Regions from separate parts of the Mus musculus genome. Here all the other regions are linked to region 1. Evidence: chromatin contacts called from public ChIA-PET and HiChIP or PLAC-seq data. All regions are on one chromosome and are shown on one strand. Each heading gives the region's core, a stretch centred on a gene start, on an enhancer-like site or on the middle of the called end of the contact. The rest is flanking DNA. Distances are from core to core; before and after follow the strand shown.

The links. HiChIP or PLAC-seq counts read pairs in DNA pulled down with a chosen protein or histone mark. ChIA-PET counts read pairs in DNA pulled down with a chosen protein or histone mark.
Region 2: an RNA polymerase II ChIA-PET map of memory CD8 T cells shows a contact between it and region 1, with 77 read pairs. The contact joins two enhancer-like sites. A contact is called at or near these places in 5 of 39 promoter capture datasets (the 3T3-L1 cell line, cranial neural crest, embryonic stem cells and 1 more) and 4 of 115 datasets of contacts at active chromatin or transcription factors (CD8 T cells, embryonic stem cells and memory CD8 T cells).
Region 3: a contact with region 1 is called in a CTCF HiChIP or PLAC-seq map of CD8 T cells, with 5 read pairs. The contact joins two enhancer-like sites. A contact is called at or near these places in 5 of 39 promoter capture datasets (HPC-7-derived erythroid cells, liver, macrophages and 2 more), 1 of 15 datasets of contacts at CTCF or cohesin (CD8 T cells) and 4 of 9 other capture datasets (adipose tissue, liver, macrophages and 1 more).
Region 4: a contact with region 1 is called in an RNA polymerase II ChIA-PET map of memory CD8 T cells, with 20 read pairs. The contact joins two enhancer-like sites. A contact is called at or near these places in 2 of 115 datasets of contacts at active chromatin or transcription factors (effector CD8 T cells and memory CD8 T cells) and 2 of 9 other capture datasets (adipose tissue and liver).

What each region holds. Positions count from the first base shown.
Region 1 is chr8:94,631,950-94,636,306 of GRCm38.p6, forward strand. It overlaps Rspry1 (ring finger and SPRY domain containing 1), which reads left to right. Exons shown (of 15, transcript NM_026274.4): 5 at 107-233; 6 at 1,157-1,215; 7 at 3,476-3,542. Among named protein-coding and RNA genes, the nearest start is that of Rspry1, 32 kb to the left of the region's middle. Within about 2 kb of position 2,407, at least 78 of the 459 cell types and tissues checked have an H3K27ac peak or open chromatin away from gene starts, as enhancers often do. A contact at or near this core is called in CD8 T cells and memory CD8 T cells, where this site is marked.
Region 2 is chr8:94,414,059-94,418,922 of GRCm38.p6, forward strand. No RefSeq gene overlaps it. Among named protein-coding and RNA genes, the nearest start is that of 9330175E14Rik, 19 kb to the right of the region's middle. Within about 2 kb of position 1,378, at least 35 of the 459 cell types and tissues checked have an H3K27ac peak or open chromatin away from gene starts, as enhancers often do. A contact at or near this core is called in memory CD8 T cells, where this site is marked.
Region 3 is chr8:94,800,391-94,804,794 of GRCm38.p6, forward strand. No RefSeq gene overlaps it. Among named protein-coding and RNA genes, the nearest start is that of Ccl17, 7.9 kb to the right of the region's middle. Within about 2 kb of position 2,126, at least 58 of the 459 cell types and tissues checked have an H3K27ac peak or open chromatin away from gene starts, as enhancers often do. A contact at or near this core is called in CD8 T cells, where this site is marked.
Region 4 is chr8:94,444,388-94,448,692 of GRCm38.p6, forward strand. It overlaps a transcript of Nlrc5 not described here. Among named protein-coding and RNA genes, the nearest start is that of 9330175E14Rik, 11 kb to the left of the region's middle. Within about 2 kb of position 3,009, at least 17 of the 459 cell types and tissues checked have an H3K27ac peak or open chromatin away from gene starts, as enhancers often do. A contact at or near this core is called in memory CD8 T cells, where this site is marked.

The DNA.
Region 1 (4,357 bases), core at 1,157-3,656:
CTAAGTTTATTGAATACCTTTTTATAGCTTTGTTTCCAGGAATTCTTTTGGGAAAATAACCTGCAGAGTATATATTCACCAAATCTATTTCCAACTTTTTTAATAGGATGCACTCCAGAAATTGACCGAAATTCTCAATTTAAATGGAGAGGTAGCATGCCAGGACTCAGGCCACCCTGCCAAACATAGGAATACATCCGCAGTCTTGGGCTGTTTGGCTGAGAAACTAGCAGGTAACTCCAGCACATGCTTTCTGGTTTGACATTGAGACAACTGCACTACAGACCGTTGACCAAACCTGTTAGAGCAGAAAGAAGGAAAGAAGCTGAATATGGTGGCACAAGCCTATAACCACAGCACTTTAAGACAAGAGGGTTAAAAGTTCAAGTCCCCACCCCACACAGTAAGTATGTTAGAGGCCAGTCAAAACTGTGGGGAGCTCTTTCCTTTCTGTTCTCCCTCTCTCTTGTTTGGTCTCTCTGGCTCTCTGTCTGTGTCTCTGCCTCTCTTTCTCTCTCATGTCTTTCACTTCAAGTCTGCCATTCACTCTCCTCCTTCCCCAATAAACCTCTTGGCCTAAAAACAAAACCAAACCAAACTGTGGGGGACCCTTTTTCAAAACAAACAAAAAAGGAATGAACAGAAATGGACTAAAAGGAAGACAATTACTCAAAAGACTCAGTTTCAGTTAAGTGTAATCTAATTTAGCTTTGTTGATTCTTTTTCAGAGAAATTTAAGATAAATTTGTTGTATTGATTTGCTTAAGACAGGGGAAAGGCTAAATTTAGAATAATAAATAATTATTATATGTATTTCTAATAATTAATATTGTCCACTTTAGGACTATGAACAGCAAATTGCATGAAAATATCTCAGCCAGTTACTTTATATATAGTAAAAGAATGATGAATTCAAAATCAGAACACATGGGTGCTGGTCCAGACTATTATGGCTCTCTAGGAGCCTGACCTAGCTAGTCTCTTTATGGTGAACTCAGTTGCTACACTGAAAAGATGATGGTAGTAGGAACAACCTGAGAAAGGAAGCCTTGGTAATGTGTGTCAGAGAATGGAACTCAATTTGGTTGTCACTAGTTACCAATTTAAAATAGCATGACACTTTTAATCATGTCCAGTGTTTGCTGTGTTTGTTTAGGTCCTGCAAGCATAGGTTTACTTAGCCCAGGAATACTGGAATATTTGCTACAGTGTCTGGTAAGTAAGACATCAAAGCTGATTATTCTCATTTATATAGAATTGTATGTTTTTCTCAAGTTATAGCATAGTCCCTGATGCAGAGGATAGGATCAGTTTTAAACTTTATGTACAGGTTTTGCTGGGTTTTTATTTAACACCGCCTATGTTTAGAGACAGAAAGAAAGAAGACACATAACACGGAGGGGGTAAAAATTTATGAGTTGCTCTAGTTTTAAATTTAGTCATAAGATAGCTGCTAGGACTTTTGGACTTTTTAGGTGTCCTTACAATCTACCAAACAATAATGGAGAACACCCCAGGTTGGGTTCATGTGTGAGAGTGCCCTCACGCACACATCACACACACACACAGAGACAGACAGACACACACACACACACACACACACACACACACACACACACACACACACACAGTGGAAACAAAATTACAGCATTCCAACAGCAGTCCAGGTTACCAGCAGTGTGTATGAATCTATATTCACCCACCTTTGCCTTTCCTGCTACCACAATTAAAACTGCCATTGGTAAACTGTTTGATGTATCACCATGAGGTCTGTGGTTTGCTGAAGCTGTCTTCTTATCACTCACAGCACTTGACAGCAGTTTTGACTAGCCTGTGTTTTCTAGGTTATTTTTTGCAAGCCTAGTAAGAATTAGCCTTTTTTTAAAACTCTAGTCTAAGCTGGGTGGTGGTGGCATGCACCTTTAGTTCCAGCACTTAGAAAGCAGCAGCTAGTGGATCTCTTGAGTTCAAGATCAGCCTGGTCTACACAGCCTGGAACTCCAGAGTAAGTTCTAGGATAGCCAGAGCTACACGGAGAAATCCAGTCTTGGAAAACAAAAACAAATAAACAAAAACTCTTTAAAAAAAAAAAACCAAAACCCCATTTAGTCTAAAAGACTTAATTTGTCTAGTTTATTTATAAATAAATTAGCCTACACAATATGTACTTAAAGTAACCCTTACAATGTTCTGAGTGAGCACTCGGAGATACAAAGTAGTAGGACAGTCATTTCCCCATCACAGAGGTCACTATAGGGTAAAGGAATAGAACCATTCAAACAACAGTTAACTTCTACTTTATGACAGGATGTGATCAAGAGCAAAATTACTTCCTCCAGGCTGAGCACTATAAGAGTTTTGAGAAGATGAAGAGGGGTGGGGGAGTGGATGTGATTGGGTGACAAGGGACCTGTGGTAATCATGAAAGACAGACTTCCTGATGAAGGTGGGGCCTACTTAGCTAGCTCATGACACAAGGCTAAGATTAGAAACTCACAGTGAGTTTCTTGGCTAAAGCAGCATAGATAGAAGCCTAGTAAAAGAGTTATCTGATCAGAGAAGGCAGTGTTCACAGACAGGAGGACATGAACAGGGATATCCAGGTAGAAAGGTTTGAAACTGATAAAGCAGGCAGGATGTGGCAAGGGTAAAGATGCTAAAGAGGCTTTATAGCAGGGAGAACAGTGGTTCTATGCGCTTTGCTGAACTTAGGCAGGCACCACAGAAATGCATGGGAATACACTGGGGTTCCAGAATTCTCTGGAGGCTCCCAGCATAGCTAGGGGACGGCAAGAAGAGGAGATACTAAACATGTAGGCCTTTCTTTAAGTGCAAACACACATGCTGTAAACTCAAATATAAGTCAAGAGCACTTGTCACTCTCCTGTCATCACGAGCTCCTGTAGAATTTCCTGCAGGAACTAGATTAAAACTAAGATGTTACTGGTCATGGCAGCACCTGACTTTAATCCTAGCTATGAGTTTCACGCCAGCCTGGTATACATAGCAAGTTCTAGGACAACCAGAGCTATATAGTAGACCGTGTCTCAAAAACAAAACAAAACAAAACAAAAACAAAAACTAAGATGTTCATTGATAATGTCATTATTTATAAACCTGGAGCTGCTATTATTCTTTTCAGGGTTCTAAAGGTCATTTTTAGATACAATTCTAGTTTTCTTTTTGGCTTGTTTTAATGAATGTAAGCATCAATGGTGTTTTAGTTAACAAAGCCCTAACACAATGTGATACTGCTGAAATATCCATATCTACCAATTAATGACTTAAAAAAATAGATTAAGAGACTCTTCTCTTGATTCTCCATTAGCCAAATGGCCAAGTGAGAGTTTGAATAAAAGCGACTTTTCTGCTGTTCCAAATATATAGACTGCCATCTATTAAATAGAACATGAAATTGATACCGTACTGCCTCTGCAGGGGGTAACTTTTGTTTTTATCTTTTGTTGTCTTTCAGAAGTTACAGTCCCACCCCACAGTCATGCTTTTTGCACTGATTGCACTGGAAAAGTTTGCCCAGACAAGTAGGTATAGTGACTTCTTGCACTAATGATCTTTGTTGGTTATTAAAAAAATGAGCCTGCACTTTGAACTCCATCAAATGTACACACTTTCTTGTTTTAAGACCAGCTAAATATATCAAGAACAAAACTAAAGATTGTTCTCAGCTAAGATTCCAAGCATGGTGATTATCACTACTTTCATAACTAAAACTTTAGTAATGGGAGTTGGAGAGAAGGCTTAGCAATTAGAGTACTTGCTATGCAATCATGAAGACCTGAGTTTGGATCCCAACACTTAGTAAGAAGCCAGGCATCCTATGCGTACCAGTAACCTCAGCTCTGAGGCAAAGACAAAGACAAGAGGATTGCTCAGGCTGGCTGGCTTCCAGCCCAGTCAAGAAAATGCAAGCCCCCAGTTCAAGAAGTGATCCTGCCAAAGGAATTTTGTAGACACAGTACCCTCTTCTGGCTTCCATGCATGCCTCACATGTGTGCATATATTCACAGGCATAAACACGTACATAAACAACACACACAAAATTTTAAAACATAATGGAGTGATGTGTTGAGTTTAGAGAGATGATTAAGGGCACTTGATGCTCTTCAAGAGACTGGACTTTGAGGCCGAGCGGTGGTGGCACATGCCTTTAATCCCAGCACTCGGGAGGCAGAGGCAGGTGGATTTCTGAGTTCGAGGCCAGCCTGGTCTACACAGTGAGTTCCAGGACATCCAGGGCTACACAGGGAAACCCTGTCTCGAAAAACCAAAAAGAAAATAATCTTAAGCTGGATGTTATGATGCATGTCTTTAATCCCAGGACTCAGTATACAAACTC
Region 2 (4,864 bases), core at 128-2,627, 220 kb before region 1:
CCCCGCCTAAGACTCTGGTGCTCTAGCCTGGTCTCTCTCTCCTTTCACATAGTCTTTGGTTACAATTGTGCGTTTTTGTTTGGGGATTCCCTAATAGATGTTGAGTTTTGCTGCCAGACACCATGTGTGCTGGGCTTTCTGCTGAATCCAGCTTCTGGTCATAGTTGAAGTTAGTAATGTCCCCACAAATATCATTAGAAGCAACAGCTGGCTGTCAAAATCTGTCTCTGAGCTGGGTGTGGTGGTGCACGCCTTTAATACAACACTTAGGAGATAGAGGCAGGCGGATTTCTGAGTTCGAGGCCAGCCTGGTCTACAAAGTGACAGGACAGCCAGAACTATACAGAGAAACCCTGTCTCCAAAAAACCAAATAAATAAATAATTAATTAATAAAAAAAAAAAACCAAAATCTGTCTGTCTCTGTCTCTCTCATGTGCCTGTGCACTGTCTCTATCTCTCCCTCCCTTCCCTCCCTCCCCTTCCCCTCCTTCTCCCCCTCCCCCCCTCTCTCATGTGCCTGTGTACTGTCTCTCTCTGCTTCTCTGTCCCTCTCCCTCCCCTCCCCCTCCTCCCTCTCCCATGTGCCTGTGCATGTGTGCATGCATGTACATGTGCATGCATTTGTTTCTGTAGCCCTGGCTGTCCTGGAACTCGATCTGTAGACCAGAATAGCCTTGAATGCAGAGATCTGCCTACCTCTACCTCCAGAGATTAAAGGATGTAAAGGCTGTGCAACATCATGCACGGCTAAAAAAAAAGAAAAAAAAATCCCTCTATTCATTACACCTCTGCTGGGTCACCATAGAGCAGGACCAGTTCTTGACTCTGCATGTGGGAGATCTCATTTATTCTCACTGTTGTCACCCCCATTTCACAGGCCGGGAAAGTGATGCCCACAAAGCTAAGTGAATGTGTCCCTTCCATACCCCTGGAGGTGAGCAGAAAAGCAACTGTTTTTGCTGTCCCCCATACAGATGACAAAACTGAAGTCTTGAGGGGTCAAGGCTCTTAACTTCTTTTTACTTTTTTGGTGTCTATTTATTTTATGCATATAAATGTTTTTGCTTGCATGTTTGTATGTGCAACGTATGTATGCCTGGTGCCCATGGAGTTCAGATCCCTTGACACGGGAATTGCAGACTACTGTGAACCACCATGTGGATGCTAGCAATCAAGCCAGGGTCCTCTGGAAGAGCAGCCTGTACTCTTAACTGCTGAGCCATCTCTTCAGCCCAAGTCCTAACTTCTTGCTGTGTCACTGTTAAGTTAGTGTAGGGTTACAGCCCAGAGCCTGAGCTACTCCAAACTGCTTCTTGCTCACACAGGACTGCAGTCAGCCTGATCCCCTCTGATGGCTGCTGTCCCGGTCACATGACTCCTGTCTCTCAGCATCTGTTCAGTGACTTCCTTACCAGCCCAGGCTGGGTCACTGTCTACTGCCTGAGGAGGCCTACAATCTCCTGCCAGAACAAGGGTGTTGTGGTCAGTTCTCCTGGACTGATGGAATTTCTCTTCCCACAGACGGATGGGCAAAATCACCTTTGAAGAGGTGAGATGGGTGCAAGGCTTTGGGGTACCAGCGGCTGTCGGGGTCTACCTGTTCTTTTCATTCCCTCTGCTGGGGTTCACTGTTTCCTATCCGTGGCTCCTGATCATCAAACTCGTGGGATGTGAGCCAGGAGAAGGCCCACAGGATGCCTCAGCCTTGCTAATGTCCCTCTAAGTGGAACACTGAGACAGGTCCCTTACACTGTCTAAGACCATCTGCCTCTGTCCACATCTACCATAGATCTCCAGTTCCCCCACATTGTAGGTTTTAGGAAAGAAGCATAGAGTGAATATGTGCTGGGCTTGTCATGAGAATCCCATGTAAGGTCTGGGGTGGCACTTAGGATCAAGCACACACTGACATCGCCTGTGTCAGTAGCCACATGAAGCAAGACCATCCTAGGTACCAAACTCCCTCTGAGTGGCTGGGTTTCATCCACTTAGAAACAGGAGCTTGGAAGCTAGTATAGTTGTAAACAAGAAACCGAGGGTCAGTCTGGTCTCCAGTGTTCTTCAAGGTCTCCTTAATAGTTTTTAATACGCTAAACTCTAAAGATAGGAGGCATGATGGCTATGCCTGTAATCTCAGTGTTAGGAGGCCAAGCAGGAGGATTGTGAGCTAAGAGAAAAGTAACCCTGAGCTACACAGTGGAGTCCTGACTGAAAAAAAAATTCCCCCAAATCAAAACAATACCCGCACCCTCCCACACACCCCCACAAAATCCTAAAGGCAAAAGTAATGAAAACCTGTCCCTCCCAGCACTCAGGAGGCAGAGGAAGGCGTATTTCTGAGTTCGAGGCCAGCCTGGTCTACAAAGTGAGTTCCAGGACAGCCAGGGCTATCCATAGAAACCCTGTCTCGAAAAAACAAACAAACAAACCAAGACCTGGGGCCACACCCACACCTCTCTATGAAGTCTAGAATGGGATTCCTTTGGGGGAATCCCATTTCTTAAAAACAACAACAAACCAACTCCTTATTTTTACATTTTATCGATGATGATGATGGTGGTGGTGGTGGTGATGATGATGATGGTGATGGTGGTGGTGATGGTGGTGGTGGTGATGGTGATTGGGTTTTTTAGAGATAGGGTTTCTCTGTGCAGCACTGGCTATCCTGAAACTTGCACTGTAGACCAAGTTGACCTTGTATTCACAGAGAACCATCTGCCTCTACCTCCCAAGTGCTGGGCTTAAAGGTATCTGCAATTTCTTTAAAATATTTTTATCAGGCCAAAGAGATAACTCAGTTCAATTCCTGTGACCCGCATGGTGGAAGGAGAAAGTCAGTTTCTGTAAGTCGTCCTCTGATCTGTACACATGCACATAGCATGCAGGTGGGGGACACACATGAAGTAAATAAGAATGTAAGGAAAGTTTAATCAGTTAGCGTGTATGGGTGCACAGACACACACACACACATCAGTCCACCATGGCCTATATCTGGACGTCAGAGAACAACTTTTAGAGCTAATTCTTTTTCTACCCTGGGCGTCCCAGGGACTGAAGTCCAGTGGTCAGGCTTGGTGAGAAATTCACATACACACTGATCCATCTTGCTAGCCCCAACTCATTAATTTTTTCTAATAACTTTAGATTTGAATAAAAGTTACAAAGACATGACAAAATGTTCCATACCCAATGTACAGTATTAATCTTTCCATAAACAAGCTGTGTTGGTTGTAGATCACCACTGCTGAGCTCTTAGTGACTCCAGACTTCATCGGAACGTCATTCTTTTTTTTTCCCACTGATCTCCAGACCATGGAGCATGTGACCTTCAGACTTTTGAAAAGTTCCCAGGCTTTTGTCTTGTTCTGCTTTCATAACTTTATTGTGTTTTTAAGAACCTGAGAAATTCCCAGTACTTTATAGGAAAAAAATCAGTGATGCTTGTTAGTGGAGGGGGGGACGGAGGGGGGGAGGAATGGGGGGATGCAAGAGCGTGGGGGGGGGGTAGGGGGAATGTCTGTAAGGACAGGGTCCACTGCAGTGTCTTTAAGGAACTGGGTAGTAGACAGCTACTAGGCTTAACTCCAAATAAGGCTTGGCCAAGTGGGAATTGATACCCAAGGGTAAGGGCAGGGAGTTGGGGAAGAGCCTGCTAGAACTGACCCAACAGGGTCTTTGCTGAAGGTGGCCAGTGTGGTTAGATATCACCCTCATAAGATCAAGTGGAGGATGAGTCGCCCTGGTCAGATAGGGGAGGGTTGCCTGATAGTGTAGGCAATGGTTCTTAGGAACTTGACCAAAGTTTGGCCAAGCAAAGACCACAGTTGGCACCTATCAAGCCATTGTCTCCCCAGATGTCACACTTCATCCTCCTCCCCTGACTTCCCCAGTCTCTTTCTCTCTCTCTGTTCCCGGAGGTTCCCTCCTGTTTATGGACTTGGCTGTGCACATTAGTGGCCTTCAGGAACTGGTATCACTCAGGATGTTGGGTGAGAACACTTCCAGCAAGCTGTACTCGTTAGATCCTCAGGGACCGCAGGTTAACGTCTTGGTGGCGAGAGATATCCCAGTGTGGGTATTTGGAGTGAGACTTGCAGATGGAGCTGAGGGTAGGCTGAGACTGTGTCAGTAGGCTCAGAGGGCAAAGGAGGAAGTTGACACACAGAAGGCTGTTTGGGTGGAGCCAGCTACATAGCTGGTACTGGTGTAGTCTGGCTAGATCGAGGGGACGTTAAACTGAGTCCTGGTGGGAGTAGTCTTAGCGAGATTGTGGGCGTATCCCTTTCCTGACTAGAGACGGCTCTGGAAGCATGGAACAACAGGAGATTTTTTTTTTCAGGGTCTCAGTTTACATTTGTCCTTGAGTCAATAAATTGTGTGTTCTCGACACACTAACCCCTTTCTTTTAACACCATGAATTCTTACTGTGGCTCAGGCCATATGAATCCTGACTTCATGAAGCACATAGCCTAGGGGTCAGAGAGAGAGTAAATGGCCATTCATGCGAAAAACTGTACCTTTTAAATTTTCCCCAGAGCTTTAGATTTTAAAACTATGGCCAGTGAACATACTTAGGTAACTTTAAGTCAACATTAAGTCTATTTGAAGGCCATTTGGTACCTGGGTCTCAAGCATTGACATGTTCTGAGCATAACTCAGAGAGGCTGGCAGAGCACAGATTTCTGGGGATGCAGGCCCATCCTCAGAGTGTCTGGCTCATAGCTATTATGTATGACCCAAGAATGTGCATTCCTGATTCACTCCTTGTTCCTAATGCTGGCACTCCAGACCATGGGAACAGTCCTGGAGACACAGCTCTCCAGGGTCCGGGGTCTCCAGAGTGTGAAACACCTCCAGCTACCA
Region 3 (4,404 bases), core at 876-3,375, 170 kb after region 1:
TCTGTAAAGTCAATGCAGCTCCAGTCATCTGTGGAGGTGGATTAAGCTCCGTTAGTTTCATTTAAAAATAGAAGCCGCAGCTGAGAGCTGGAAGGAGCCCAGGCGTGGCAGGAAGGGTGTGCAAGCAGCAGCAGGCAAAGCCAGGCAAAGCAGGGAGGAAGCTGCTGTCCCTTCTGGCTGGGGCAGAAGCAGGGGGGGGGGTGTCTTCAGAGCCATGAAGACTCTGGGTCTGGACCCTGCTCAGAAGGAGCCACACCCCTCCCCAATCCTGCCTCCTAGAGATAGATATGAAGTGGTTGGGAGGTCAAATCACCAGTGTTGATGGGGCTTGATTGACCTCTCCCTGATGGCTTTTTTGGCTCTGGCTGGTGTTGGATAAGGTTGGAGGCAGGGCCAGGGATCCTTCTACACCAGCCTTTCAAGCCGGCAAGATTTAGTCTAGACTCCAAGTCCTTGACTTGGGTGCCTAGCGCTGGCCCTGGTGCTGAACCAAGAGGGTCTGGTTGGGCAGGAAAGAGCCCCTAGCAACCCAAACAAGCTGCCACACTAGCAACGGCAGACTACTGACTTCTCCATGGCTTCTTTCATTGCACCCGTTGGGTGAGCCTTGAATGGTCCCAGGGCCATTGGAGAACCAAGGATCCATCTTGGAAGTAACCTGGGAACTGGAATAAGTGCTCCTTGGGACGAGCTAGCCCTTAGCAATGGGCAAAAAAGAACTGACTTAAATGCTGGACGGAAGCTCAGCGCCTGACGTCCAGACATCAGAGACATGGAGACAGGCTCATTATCACAAGAGAGCTTATGCAAAAGCTTATACATTCTGCCATAAGAATAACACCAGGCTGGCTTCCTCTCCTCTCCTCTCCTCTTCTCTCCTCTCCTCTCCCCTTCCCCCCTCCCCTCCTCTCCTCTCCTCTTTCCCCCTTCCCCTCCTTCTCTCTCTGTCTTAGCTTATTGTGGGCCAGGGACTCACAATAAAGACATATTTCAGCCCAGTGGGAATGTGGTTGGGGTGCAGCTGGAAAGCAGGTGACAAGCAAGAGACATGAATGAGTCTGCAGGAGAAGGCCAGCAGAAAAGGAAAAAGTAGTGCCAAGGAGGGGCAGGACACCAGCTGAAACTGGGGCACCTCATGGAACATACGAACAAGGATCTAGAGGTGTGCGAATGAATGTCTGCAGACGGTTCTTCCAGAAGGGAGTGTGTCAGGGCATGTGGGGTCAGTGGGGAAGGCTGGGAGTGCCCTAAGAGGGCTGCAGGCTTGTTCCCTAAGTTAACACAGAGACTTCTAAGCATAGGGGAGCTGTGGCTTTGGGGCTACTGGTCTGGGGACAGAGTGCAGAGCAAGTGTAGCACAAGTGGCCAGGAGGTGGATGAAGGAATCCAGAGGAGAAGGGATGGCTCCTGAGAATTGGCGAAGGATGCACTGAGCGCCCTCTAGCAGATGGAATGCAGGGAGAGAGGAAGAGGCAGAAAGACAGCGCTCAGGCTTCTGGCCCGTTCAACCGGAAGGAAGGGGCTGGTGGAGAACGGGGGCAGAACACGAGTGGGGGTGAGGGAATCAGGAACTCAGCTTTGGACACGGGGGCTGGAGATGCCTATTTGGTGTGTTGAGTAGGAAGCTGGATACGTGTGATTCTGCAGTTTGTGAAAGTCGGAGTCACCAGCGTATAGATGGCTTTTCTTTCTTTTTCTTCTTTTTTTTTCTTTTTTCTGCCTGCTATAGTCACCAAAAGGCACTGTAGACTTCTGATGTCATTGCTATTAATTCTTTCATCTTGCAGATGAAGAAACCAAGGGTTCAGAGGGAGGTGACTTTGATCCTAAGAAGTGCCACCACCCATTAATGGTACACAAGAATCCCAAGCCAGGCACCCAGCTTACCCACTGCTCCAAACTCTTCTGCTGCACAGAGCACATGGACTTTGCATCGTCTAGAGAGTTATGCTCAAGGGGTAAACTGATGCCAGGAATGAAAGGGACAGCCCCAGCCACCCAGAGGCAGAAGGACATGGAGAGCCGGTGTTGTCAGCTTTTCTAACCGAGTGACACATGCCTGGGAGAAACATGTTAAGGGGGAAGGGCTTAGTGTAGCTTAGGTTTTCAGTGTGTTGACTCAGATCTGTGTTAAGTCATAAAGGCATGACAGAGGGACATGGTGGAGCAAGGTTGCTTGTCTCACAGAGGGAACGATGCAGAGGAAGTGAGATAAGATAGTTTTACAAGACATACCTCCCCCCTCCCCCCCAGGGATCCACTTCCTTTACACAGGCCCCATTTTCGCAGAGCCCATGTAGTACAAATTCATCAGTGGACAGACCTAAGAATGAAGTTAGCACCCTTAGGAGCTAATCACCTTTCTCTTTAAATGTTAATTACTGTGGAAAATTGTGTGTGTGTGTGTGTGTGTGTGTGTGTGTGTGTGTGTGTGTGTGCGCGCTCGCTGGCAGAGGCCAGAGGCATTAGCTCATCTGCAGCTGGAGTTACAGGTACTTGTGAGCTACCAGATGGAGATGCTGGGAACTGGATTCAGGTCCTCTACTAGAGCAGTATATATTCTTTATCACTAAGCCCACTCTCCAGCCCCAAACTAGAGGCCAGGACTCTGTGTAGGTCAGAGGACATCTTGCTGGAGTTGGTTCTCACCTTCTGCCATGTGGGTTGCTGGGATCAAACTTAGGTTGTCAGGCTTGGCAGAGAATGCCTTAAGCCACAGAACCAAATCGCCGTGTTTATTTATTTCATTGTATGTATCTGAGTGCTTTTCCTGTATGTGTGTATATATACCACATGTATGCCTAGTGCCCAAAAGGATGTGTCTGGTGGTGGTTATGAGCTAAAATGTAGGTGCTGGGATCCAAATATGGGTCCTCTACAAGAGCAATAAATGCTCTTAACCTCTGAACCAATAAATAAACCTTTTGGGAGACACTTCATATATTCAAACCATACAGAACCATTTATGGATAATTTTTTTGAGACAGGTTCATCCTGGCTGTCCTGGAACTCACTATGTAGACCAGGCTAGCCTTGAACTCACAGAGATCTTCCTGCCTTTACTTCCTGGGCGCTGAGATTAAAGGTGTGTGCCACCACCCTAAGTGATGATAGCTTTTCAAGAGGGGAGATAGCATCTTATTGCATAGCCCAGGCTGGTCCCAAGCTTTTAATCCCCCTTCCTCAACCTCTTAGATATAACAGGTATAGCCTTGTATACAGGCTAGGTAGCAGTAGGAGAAAGTTCCCAGGAGGAAGTGGGCCCCATGGGTTGGATTGTGTGGGTGGAAAGGAAAAGATTGAGGTAGTGGAATGAGGAGGAGGTGAGGACAAGTGACTGAGCAGAGCCTCTGTCTGATGACGTGTGGGGGAAGCAGGCCAGGAATGAGTCAAGGGCAGAGCTTCAGACTGGGTGGTGACAGGGAGGTGAGAGCGATGCTGGGGTGAGGAAAAAGGGGGAAGCCGGTTGGAGAGGGAGCTCGGTCCTGAGGCTGAATGGATGCAGAGGGCATGACATTCTGTCTTTCGGGAACATATCCATCCATTCATTAACGGGACAACCTCACAGTTACCAGATGGCAGCGAGGGGAAGGGTTGAGGAACTCACAGATAGACAGGTGAATGAGCGAGAAGCAGCCGGGTCCCTGAGGTCAGCATCTAGAGCCGTAGGTGTATATTAAGGAAGTACATGTCCAGAGGACAGAAGCATGGAGAGGTGACAGTAGGAGGGGAAGTGGGCAAAGTCTAGAACAGAGACCTGGGCTCCTGCAAACTGTTGACCCTGTGCCCTGGGATAAGCCTCTAAACCGCTCTGAAGAGTCTCATCTGAAAATACAAAGGATGCTATGGCTGTAACCAGGAGTTACAGTGTAACCAGGAGCTATCATTGCTGAATGCCTACTGGCCCACCGTGGGATCCTGAGGAAGGATCCCTAGGGACCCCAGGGGAAGAATCATATCCCAGAGGAATGGAGGATTAGGAAAGGAATGGCCTCCTTTCCTGGGAACAAAGAACTTCACATACTCACTTCACCTACAGCACCATGATGGAGTGTCCAGGCATCATGCCCATTGCACAGATAGAAAGGTGAAGGTCACCAAATTGTCCTTGGCTATATCAACCTGGAAAGATGGAAGAGGGACAGGGCAGGAACGGTGATGCTCCTCCCAGGGTGTCTGCTGGGTGGCCAGATATCCTGGTATGTAGCCTTGGACAATTCAAGAGTCCCACAACGCATGAAGGATGAAGAATGAAATTAGCACCCTTATGGGCTAATCCTCTGGCCACACTGCCAAGGAGCAATCACCTCACAGATGAGTGGAGAGGAAGTGGTAGTGGGAAGGGTGGACCACACGAGGGAGAGGGCAGTGTGCTGTCAGTGAAAGAAGAAGTAAGACAGCTTG
Region 4 (4,305 bases), core at 1,759-4,258, 190 kb before region 1:
TTTTGGTTAGTTGGTTGATTTTGGTGTTTTGGTTTTATTCATATAGTGTATTATGAAGTTCAGGTTGTTCTCTGCCTCCCTCCCTTCTCCCTTCCCTCCCTCCCTCTCTCATTCCTTCCTCCCTCCTTTCTCCCCTCCCTCTCCCTCCTTCCCCCCTCCCTTTCCTCCCAGCCCTTAAAGACTGAATCCAAGGCCTTGTACATACTAGGTAGGGACCAGATGGCAGCGACATCTCCAGCCCTGGCTTCAAGCTCATTTTTCCCCTCAGCCTGCTTGCCTGGCTTGAAGTAGTTTTTCTAAAGGGAACAATCACACACCTACACACATCATCATTACTCTACCAAACAGATTGCCATGCCAAATGTATGAATCAAAGATGTTTCTTATCTGCTCCTCTTGTTTCCATGAACAAGGGGAAAAGGATTTCTGGAACACACACACACACACACACACACACACACACACCTTCACCACAGCGACCATGAAGGGAGGGAGAGCCTTGGACAACAGACCTGACCCCATCTTGCTAACAGTGCCATCCCCTCTAAGGACCTCAGCTTCCCATCTGTGCACCTGACAGCCTATCTCTCTGATTCTCCAGAGTCCAAGCAGCATTAGCCATTCTAATGAGGGCAGAAACCCCAGGTTCTCTGCATTTACTCTTTGTAGGCTGTGCTTGGTGTGGAGGGTTCTAGGACCGGCCTCTGGGTTCCCAGACAAATAAGGACTTGTCTGCTCAATCTTGAGAAAGTAACATCAGCAACTCTTACTCTCCTGAGGAGCTTCAATCTGAGTGACTGTGCTGTGACTAGAGGTGGCTTTCTGGCTACCTCAGGTCCACATTCTTCTTGTTCCTGAGGTTAGCATTCAAGAACCTCCTGTTTCTGCCCTTCTTTTCACTGCCTGTTCCTTGTCCTCTTTCCAGCAGGCACCAGGGCTTTTCAGCTTGACCTTTAAAAGAGCACAATAAGGGAAGTTGGGAACACCGTTAATCAAATGAGAACACAAGGTTCTGTGTTTCCCACTCCCCACAGCTCACACACACACAGGTACACAATCCTGAGGCACAGAGAGAAGCCAGAGGGACGGCAGCATCAGTCAGTGACCTGTGCCCTCTCACATCCCTCCCTTCCTTCCTCGAACCCCAGCCTTGGACTGGGGTGGGGTGGAGCAGGGAAAACAATAATGCTAAGCATGAATCAGTAGTGTGGGCAGGTACCTGTCTCACACAGCAGATACCATGTCAGATTTGACATGCCTCACAGCAACCTGACCTGGGGGCTGGAGTTATGACCCAGTGGTAGATAATACTGCTCATTCTTGTCACATCCATGGCACTAGGATGCTCACTTCTGTGTTTGTCTCTCAAAGATGACCCTTAGCTGATGGTTTGCCTCATTAGAGGTGCCTGGTGCCTGCCTTCCCTTTATAAGCCGAGCCTGGAAACTGTGACTGACATCTCCACGAGCCTGTGTCTCCTAGAAGGACCAATTTTGCACACCCTGATATAAAACCAGGCTTTCTCCCAAAACACTCTTATGCATAGCTTCTGGACCATAGTCACCCAGTCCTGGTCTGGATCCCTGACCCTCTTAATAAACAACTTTTGTAAGGATCTGTCTTGGGTTCTGCTCTTATGACCCTGACCTAGAGCATCCTCCACTTTGCAGATGATGGCATTGAGATCCCAAGAGGCTGAGTAACATGTGATGTCTCACAGCTGGTACCCAGCAGACAGGAGTCCAGGTCAGTATCAAATGATCAAATTGTATACTATAATATGTATAATCAAAATAATACCTGAAAGATCTTTTTTTTTAATGTCTGTACAAAATAGCAAGTGCCAGCATTTGGAAAAACCTAATGAGAAAAAGGGACAATAAAGTAAATTGCATTAAATGTAAAGACTTGAAGTGATTCTGACTTACAAGAGCCAGGTGTGGGGCGTATGCCTACAATCTCAGTTTAGGAAATGGAGTCAGGAGGATCTTGGATGTGAGAAGAGCCTGGGCTTCTTTTTTTTTTTTTCCATTTTTTATTAGGTATTTAGCTCATTTACATTTCCAATGCTATACCAAAAGTCCCCCATATCCACCCACCCCCACTCCCCTGCCCACCCACTCCCCCTTTTTGGCCCTGGTGTTCCCCTGTACTGGGGCATATAAAGTTTGCAAGTCCAATGGGCCTCTCTTTCCAGTGATGGCCGACTAGGCCATCTTTTGATACATATGCAGCTAGAGTCAAGAGCTCCGGGGTACTGGTTAGTTCATAATGTTGTTCCACCTATAGGGTTGCAGATCCCTTTAGCTCCTTGGCTACTTTCTCTAGCTCCTCCATTGGGAGCCCTATGATCCATCCATTAGCTGACTGTGGGCATCCACTTCTGTGTTTGCTAGGCCCCGGCATAGTCTCACAAGAGACAGCTACATCTGGGTCCTTTCGATAAAATCTTGCTAGTGTATGCAATGGTGTCAGTGTTTGGATGCTGATTATGGGGTGGATCCCTGGATATGAGCCTGGGCTTCTTAATGAGAATCCACCTCAAACGAAACAAAAAAACTAACTAAATAAATAAATAAAGGAAAAAGAAAGAAAGAAAGCAAACTAAACAAAAGGAAAAACGAAGAAGAGGGTACTGAATTCACAGAAATTGGGGTTACAAGGGGTTGTGAGCCACCTGCAATGGGTGCTAGTAATTCATCCTGGGTCCTCTGGAAGAGTACCCAGTGCTCTTAACCACTGAGCCATCTCTCCAGCCCCACAATGAGAAATATTTTAAAGCTGTCAAGTTGGTTTCTGCAAGTGTGCTTATAACCCAAGTTACTCAGGAGGCTAAGGCAAGAGAGTCCTGAGTTCAAGGAGATCCTGTCTCAAAATAAACTCTAAGAGGATGACTTAGTCATATCAGGAAGGATTCTTGCTTGTATTTTGACTGAACAATGTTGGGGCCAGGTAGAATTGAAACCGGGCAGGGTGGCACACACATTCCAGTGAGAAATGGTGGTGCCAAGTGTAGGCAAAGGCCATGAAGAAATGTACTTGGATGATTAAGCCACGAGGGCTGTGAGGCCCGGGAAGCTTGCTGCTGCCCTTTCCTGAGCTGGAGAGAGGGGTGAGCTGGTGTAGAAGGGTGAGCATGGGCTTAGTTTGAGGCCTGGAAATATTGAAACCCATACGAGGTATCAAAATGAATATGAGGATTCTCTGGTCCTTTGCTGGTACAACTCCAATGCTGATTCCATAACTCAGCTATGTGTATAGTGTTTCAGTAAATACAGATATATGCAACTGTCTCTATGGTGTGTTGAATTAGCATCCTTTGCCTATGTGTGTGGGAGTGGTTTCACCTCCAGACTGATAACCGCAGTTGCTACATCACTCTACACTCCCACCAGCAGTGTAGTCTGCATTCCTGTTCCTGCTTGTTCTGTTGCCTGTTTTCTCAAAGACAGCCATTCTGACTGTGGCCAGATAGAATTTCAGTGTAGGTTTTCATTTGTTTTGTTATTCGCAGGGTTGGTTTCTGTGTAGCCCTAGCTGTCCTGGATCTAACTATGTACACCAGGCTGGCCTCTAACACAGAGCTCCGCCCACCTCTGCCCTCCTGAGTGCTGGGATTAAAGGTCACCTCACTGGCTTCAGTGTGGTTTTAATTAGCATTTCTCTGCTGGTAAAGGATGCGAAACAATGTTTCACATCCTTATTAACCATCTGCACTTTTGTCTTTTGGTCAAAGTACATCAAAGACTCAAAACGAGTTATCTTGATGAGAAATAAATAAATAATTTTAAGTGGAGTGTTGAGAATTAAAACAGGTAACCCAAAAGGGCATTTGTCTGGTGTGGAGCAAATATCCACCATATTGTAGAATAAAGTATCTTCTCGATAGGTTTGAATTGCTCTTTGGTTTTAATATTCATTCCCAGCCAGTGCGAATGCTTTATCTTCATCATTGCTTCCACATTCCCACTTTAGGATTTCAAAACAGGGGAATTTAATTTTTTATAAGTGTCACCAATCATTTCCTGTGATTACGTCATGAGCCTTCTTTAGACACTGAAGAAAGGGATATTCTAGTTTTTGTTTCTGTATGTTGTTTGTTTTCTAGACAGTCTCACTATCTAGTTTTCGGTGTCCTGGAACTCACACTGTAGACCAGGCTGTCCTCAGACTCATAGAGATTTGCTTGCCTCTGCCTCCTAAGTGCTGGCATTAAAGGTGTACTCCACCACTCCTGGCTGGTATTCTAGGTTTTTTTAATGTTGATGATTATATGATTTTTAAATCAAGTTGCACATAATAAAA